Regions from separate parts of the Sus scrofa genome. Here region 1 is linked to region 2. Evidence: chromatin contacts called from public promoter capture Hi-C data. All regions are on one chromosome and are shown on one strand. The core of a region is the stretch at or near the end of the contact, and the rest is flanking DNA. Distances in the headings are between cores, read along the strand shown. Region 1 holds the start of MED14 (mediator of RNA polymerase II transcription subunit 14). Region 2 holds the start of CXHXorf38.

Region 1 (2,700 bases), core at 97-2,596, 73 kb before region 2:
TAGTTTTCAAAAGAGAAAAAAGAACTTTCAATAAAACAAATCAAAACAACTGCAAAAGAAATGCAGATTCTAGCTAACTTAGAAAAAAATGTGTTTGTTCCCTGAGATAGCAGCATAGGGATGGATCCTACAGAGGGTATCTGCCTTCCAGCAACTGCAGCTGTGGGGGCTGTAAGTAAGCCTTATGCCTTTTGATGAGTAGATGATGGTATTGTGTGTGCAAATGTGCTTTAGGATCACAAAAGAGGGAGCAAGTGATTAGTTACTGATTAAGTGATTAACTGCTCCAAAGGTTACACCCTCAGAAGACAGGTAAATGGTCTTCAAGAATGACTAAGAATTACACAAGTGGACAAGAATGAGAGTATTTTAACTTTAGGGAACAGCAAGTGCGTCTCTTACACCTAAGAGTTACAGATAAGAATCTGCAAAAAGATGTTTGAAAACGGTCACAGCAATTGACCCTTTTAAGCGGTTGTCGCTTCCTAGGTTAAAATCACCTAGGGAGCTTTTGAAAAATCCTGAAGCCCAGACCAATTAAAGCTGAATCTATGTGGTTGGCAGAAATATCTTTTAAAGTCACCCAAACCAGCACCTTCTTCCCGCCCCCGCCATGATTCCAATGTGCGGGCAGGGTTGAGAATAACCGCTTTAGAGCAGGAAGCAAAATTAAGCGTGGATTTTGAGGCGGCGGCGGAGGGAGGGTGGGAGGGAGTGGCGGCAGGGCATAGAAGATGAACTGAAAACCCTTGGAAGGCAGGGCGGCTTCTTGAAGAGAAAGGACAAGAACCAAGTGAGAATCAGCGGTAGAGGATTTAAGGGCTGTTTGTGGTAGAACTGCCAGGATTTGGGGGGCCGGTAACTAGCTGAACATATATCCAACTTGATTAAAGTGAAGTTATCCCGCCAGCGGCCCCGTTGCTAGCCCCAATCATATTTTTTCGCCTCTTTTCCCACAGCTTAAAAAAAAACCCAACAATGACGGACACGTCTTCTATCCCACGAAAGGCGCATGGGCAGACTGTGGGAGGTGCAAAGATCTGAGAAGTCACCAGCGCGCAGCCGCAACCATTTCTTCGAAATTCCAGAACCACAAGTCCGGAACATTTGGGGTCGCGTAGCCTCCCCGGCCGGGTTGCACCCACCAGGGAAGCGCTAATCGACACCTAAGCGCAAACGGGAGCCTTTTAAATCCCGGAGAGCGGCGAGAGCAAGGGCGGGGCAACCGCTGACGTTCGCGGTGACGTCACCGGTTCCGCCCTCACACTCACTTCCGGCAGCGGGCGGCCCCCGCTTCCGCTTTTCCTGCCCGCGCGCCGGCCCCGCCCCACTCCCACGCGCCCCCAGCGTCCCGGCGCCCGACAGCCCGGAGAAAAGGCGCAGGTTGCTGTCGGAAGTCCCCCTTTGGTTCCCCTTCCGTTCTGCCTAACGACTTCCGCTTTGGGCCGTCAACATGGACGCTGCGGCTGCCTGGCGGAGCAGCCTCTGATCGGTCGCGGGGGTGCAGCCTCTCTGCTGCGGCCACCTGGCTTCCCCGCCCTCCCCGCTTCCCCCCGCCCCTCGCTCCCGTCCCTGGAGCCGGCGGGCTCGTCGCTACATGGGGGCGGGCCTCTGCGGCCGCAGCACGGCTTCCTGTTCAGAGGCGGCCCCGCTGTAGGCGGCGGCGAATCCGCCCGCGACCACTTAGGCGCGGTGACCGAGTGCCCGTGAGGGAGGCTCGCGGGCCGCATTTTGTGCCCTGCGCCAAGCCCGGCCCTGCGCCGCCATGGCCCCAGTGCAGCTGGAGAACCACCAGCTGGTCCCGCCCGGAGGCGGCGGCGGGGGCAGCGGCGGCCCCGCGTCAGCCCCGGCGCCTCCTCCTCCCGGAGCCGCCGTGGCGGCGGCCGCTGCGGCCGCGGCTAGCCCTGGCTACCGGCTGAGCACCCTCATCGAATTTCTGCTGCACCGGGCCTACTCGGAGCTCATGGTGCTGACGGACCTGTAAGTGCCGCGAAATCCATGCCTGCTCCCCAGCCCCCCCCTTCCCGCCCAATGGCCTGAGAGAGGTTCGAACCTCCTTCCCTCCAAGAGGTTGCTGCTTTCTCTTCTTCGCTAGGCTGCTTAGTCTAGAATTTCTGAACTCATGGGCTTCAAAGGAGGTGGAGGAGAGGCTTTGCATTTGGAAGTCTTTCTGGAGATGAAGCAACGGAGACTTGTTAATTATGCACGTTGTTAGATTTTCCTTGAAAAGCCCTTCTTTGGGAGGTTTGCTCATTTGCCAGCTGAGCCCTATTGATTTCTTGGCTGGAGGCTTTTTAACCCAGGCCCCAAGTTTAGGGTTTAGGAGTACATAGTATTCGAGCTTAAAAAAAGAAAAGAAAAGGAAAAAATCCCAAAGATGGGAAACTGTTTTACAACCTCCTCTTACAGTACATTTTAAATGTAGGTTGTAATTGCTTCTGACAAAGTTTGAACTCAGGAGATGTGTATAAAATAATACAAAATTTGGGGTTCCAAGTTTGTTTTTCTGGAACATTTAAAACTGAAGTCTTCACGCATGAAGTGTAAGTAGAGATTTTTTAAGACTGGCCTGCTGTTATTGTCTCTTGGGGTATGAAGGGAGTTTGTAAATCACCAAGTTACCAGTGAAATGCCTTGGGACATGATTAGGTTGTTAATCCCTTCAGAATAGGATCAGAATACACTGTAACGATTTTCGGT
Region 2 (2,700 bases), core at 112-2,611:
ACTCTCATCCAAGTGTTCTTGATATAAAATCAATACGCAGAAAATTATAAGGACTTATATTCAGGGACCTTAAAGGACAGAAAGGAAAAATGTTAATGTATATTTCATTCTTCCTTGTGGAGTTTCCTTTTTCATTTGGTTTAATGAGAATAGAGTGTCTAAGGGAGTGATTTGAAATTTACTTGGGATGGATTTAGTGTTGAGGTTTTTAAGGAAAAATTAGCAGAGGCCAGCTAGCATTGTGCTGCACATTTCCAGGTGGCCAGTGATTTGTTAAAATACCTTGCCCAGGAATATGACTGATGAAAGGGCACATTTAGGTCAATATAAAATAATAGCTAACATTTCCTGGGAACTTACTATTGCCAGGCACTGTTCTAAGTATTTCAGCGTGTACTGTCAAAAAAACCCGGTGGGGTGGGCTTCCTTTTACCAATGAATAAACTGAGGCCCAGAGAAATGAATTAATTTGCTGAGATCAGATTAAGACTGCTTAAGATCAAACAGCCAAGACAAGCAGCATTTTGAGGCCAGAGCTAGCACTCCTAAAAACTAACACTTCGCTGTGAAACACAAAGTCAGGGGAAGGCTTCAGTGCTTAGACTCTTCCCTCGGAGCCTTTTGACTACACACAATTTTAACATGTTTTCCAAGCTCAAGAAGCTCACTAAAAGCAACTAAAACTGAGGTGACCCCTTGTCATTTGGAGTTGACAAGCCATTGCCTTATGACCCTCCTGGCACTTATTTAAAATTTAACTCAGATTACCTTATGCAAGGAGCTCTATAATTATCCTACAACCAGGGGTACTAAATCATCACCACCTAAGCTCCATGCTTCAGGACCATAGTGGAAGAAGTCCTTGTCTCACTGGGGGCGATTGTGTCGTCCTGTTTGCCTCGGCTAGGTGGCCCAATGGCAGGTGTTTTTGAGCTTTGTGTCACCTTGGCACGGTGCAGGCGCGTAACAGGTGCGCGGCCCAGGCACCCAGCGGTCGAGTTTCGCTAATGTCCAGATAAGCAAGCTACAGCCAATCGGCGGGCTTAGGAACCTGTTAAGTAAACTCCCTAGAATTGTGTAAGGCGAGGAACATGTTTAATTCAAGGCCTGTGCCTTAAACACGGTCTACATTTCTACAATTAAAAAAAAAAAAAAAAAGGGACTTCGGGAGAGTCGAATCTGAGTCAGCTGGTGAGGACTCAGTTTGGGGGAACAGAGAAGGGCGGTAAGAGTTTCAGGTACAGCCTATCTGGGCAAGTAGATACACGTCTGCTGATACCTAGGGCTGGGGCGGGGCCGATAAGCCCCGGAAACTAGAACGCCCCGCCTGGGGGGGCGGGGGCGGGGTTCCAGGCACTGCCGGCCTGGGCCACGCCCCACGACGGCGCCGTTGCCCCAGGCGCTCCCAGGCTTCTGCGCCTGCGCATGGCCGTGCGCCCCACCCCTTGCCCCGTGGCCCACGGGTCCCGATGCCGATATGGTGCTGTCCGAGCTGGCCGCGCGCCTGAACTGCACCGAGTACAAGAACTGGGTGAAGGCAGGCCACTGCCTGCTGCTGCTACGCGGCTGCCTGCAGGGCTTCGTCAGCCGCGAGGTGCACGCCTTCCACCGCGGCCTGCTCGCCGCCGCCCCCGGCCTGGGCCCCCACGCCACCTGCCGCAGCGTCTCGCGGTGCAGCCCGCGTGCCCGCCAGGTGAGCATCTGGTCCCGGGCCTTGACCACGGTCCCTCTTCCCGTTCCCTTCTCCGGGCGCAGTGTCCCTTGCCTTCCTCGGGGCGGGGCCGACCGCAGTGCATGAGGCTCAGATGCCCAGATGCCCCTCCCTCCCGGGTCCCTCCTCATCTCCGACCCCTATAGTTTCAGCCTCAGTGTCAGGTGTGCGCAGAGTGGAAACGGGAAATTTTGAAACATCACACCAACAGAAATGGAGATGTCCACTGGGGAAACTGCCGGCCGGGCCGCTGGCCGGTCGACGCCTGGGAGGTGGCCAAGGTAAGCTTCTGCGGTTGGGAGGGAAGGAGGAGTTGGCGCACCAGGTAGGGGTTACCTGGAGCCCAGGGCGTCTGTCGGGTCTATGTGGAAGCTGGGGTCCCATGTACAGATGCAGACACAGAGATTTGGGTTTTTGATCAAGGGTCTAGTGTCTGGGCGGTTCCGGGCTGTTATATTGGACCCAACGCATCTTAGTGAAAAATTTCAGCAAGAGACGCTGGGGCAAGATGTAGAGCGAGCATCGTGGGCACAGGCACAGAGGTAGAAGCAGGCAAGGCGTTTTTGAGGGTAACCCCCTGAAGAGCTCATTTTGTCTGTAGGTTGCTGAGAGGATGGCAAAATGAGTCAGGGGAAGTTAAAGCTAAAATAGAAAGAACCTTAAGTGCCTAGCTAGCTAAGGAATAAAATCTGGGGGAGGCAGGGGTATGGTAGGCAGCCAGATGAAAAGGGGCTTTTGGGTCTGTTGTCAGATCTTGGTGAAGTGACTTACTAGCCAGGCTGATGGAAGAATTTTTTTGACTCTTTGATAATTGCCAGAAGCCCAGTAGGGGGTGAGGAGGGGCAGTCAAAGTAGCCTCCTAACACAAATTTACTTTTGGAGTCAGTCTACTTGCTGGTTCCAGCAGGTGCAGGCTTGGTGCCTGGGAAGCAGGAATCAGAGTCCCCACTCATCTGCTATGGTGCAGCATTGGGCCATCCTCTGTTCCC

The links. Promoter capture Hi-C pulls out the DNA fragments that hold promoters and counts their contacts.
Region 1: a contact with region 2 is called in a promoter capture Hi-C map of fetal liver, with 2.2 times the contacts expected there. The contact joins the promoter of MED14 here to the promoter of CXHXorf38 in region 2. A contact is called at or near these places in 2 of 5 promoter capture datasets (fetal liver and liver), 6 of 47 Hi-C or Micro-C datasets (fetal liver, heart right ventricle, liver and 2 more) and 2 of 2 datasets of contacts at active chromatin or transcription factors (alveolar macrophages and skeletal muscle).

What each region holds. Positions count from the first base shown.
Region 1 is chrX:36,423,483-36,426,182 of Sscrofa11.1, reverse strand. It overlaps MED14 (mediator of RNA polymerase II transcription subunit 14), which reads left to right and starts at 1,346. Exons shown (of 30, transcript XM_021080844.1): 1 at 1,346-1,980. The coding sequence starts at 1,766.
Region 2 is chrX:36,350,564-36,353,263 of Sscrofa11.1, reverse strand. It overlaps CXHXorf38, which reads left to right and starts at 1,361. Exons shown (of 7, transcript XM_003135023.4): 1 at 1,361-1,693; 2 at 1,858-1,992. The coding sequence starts at 1,478.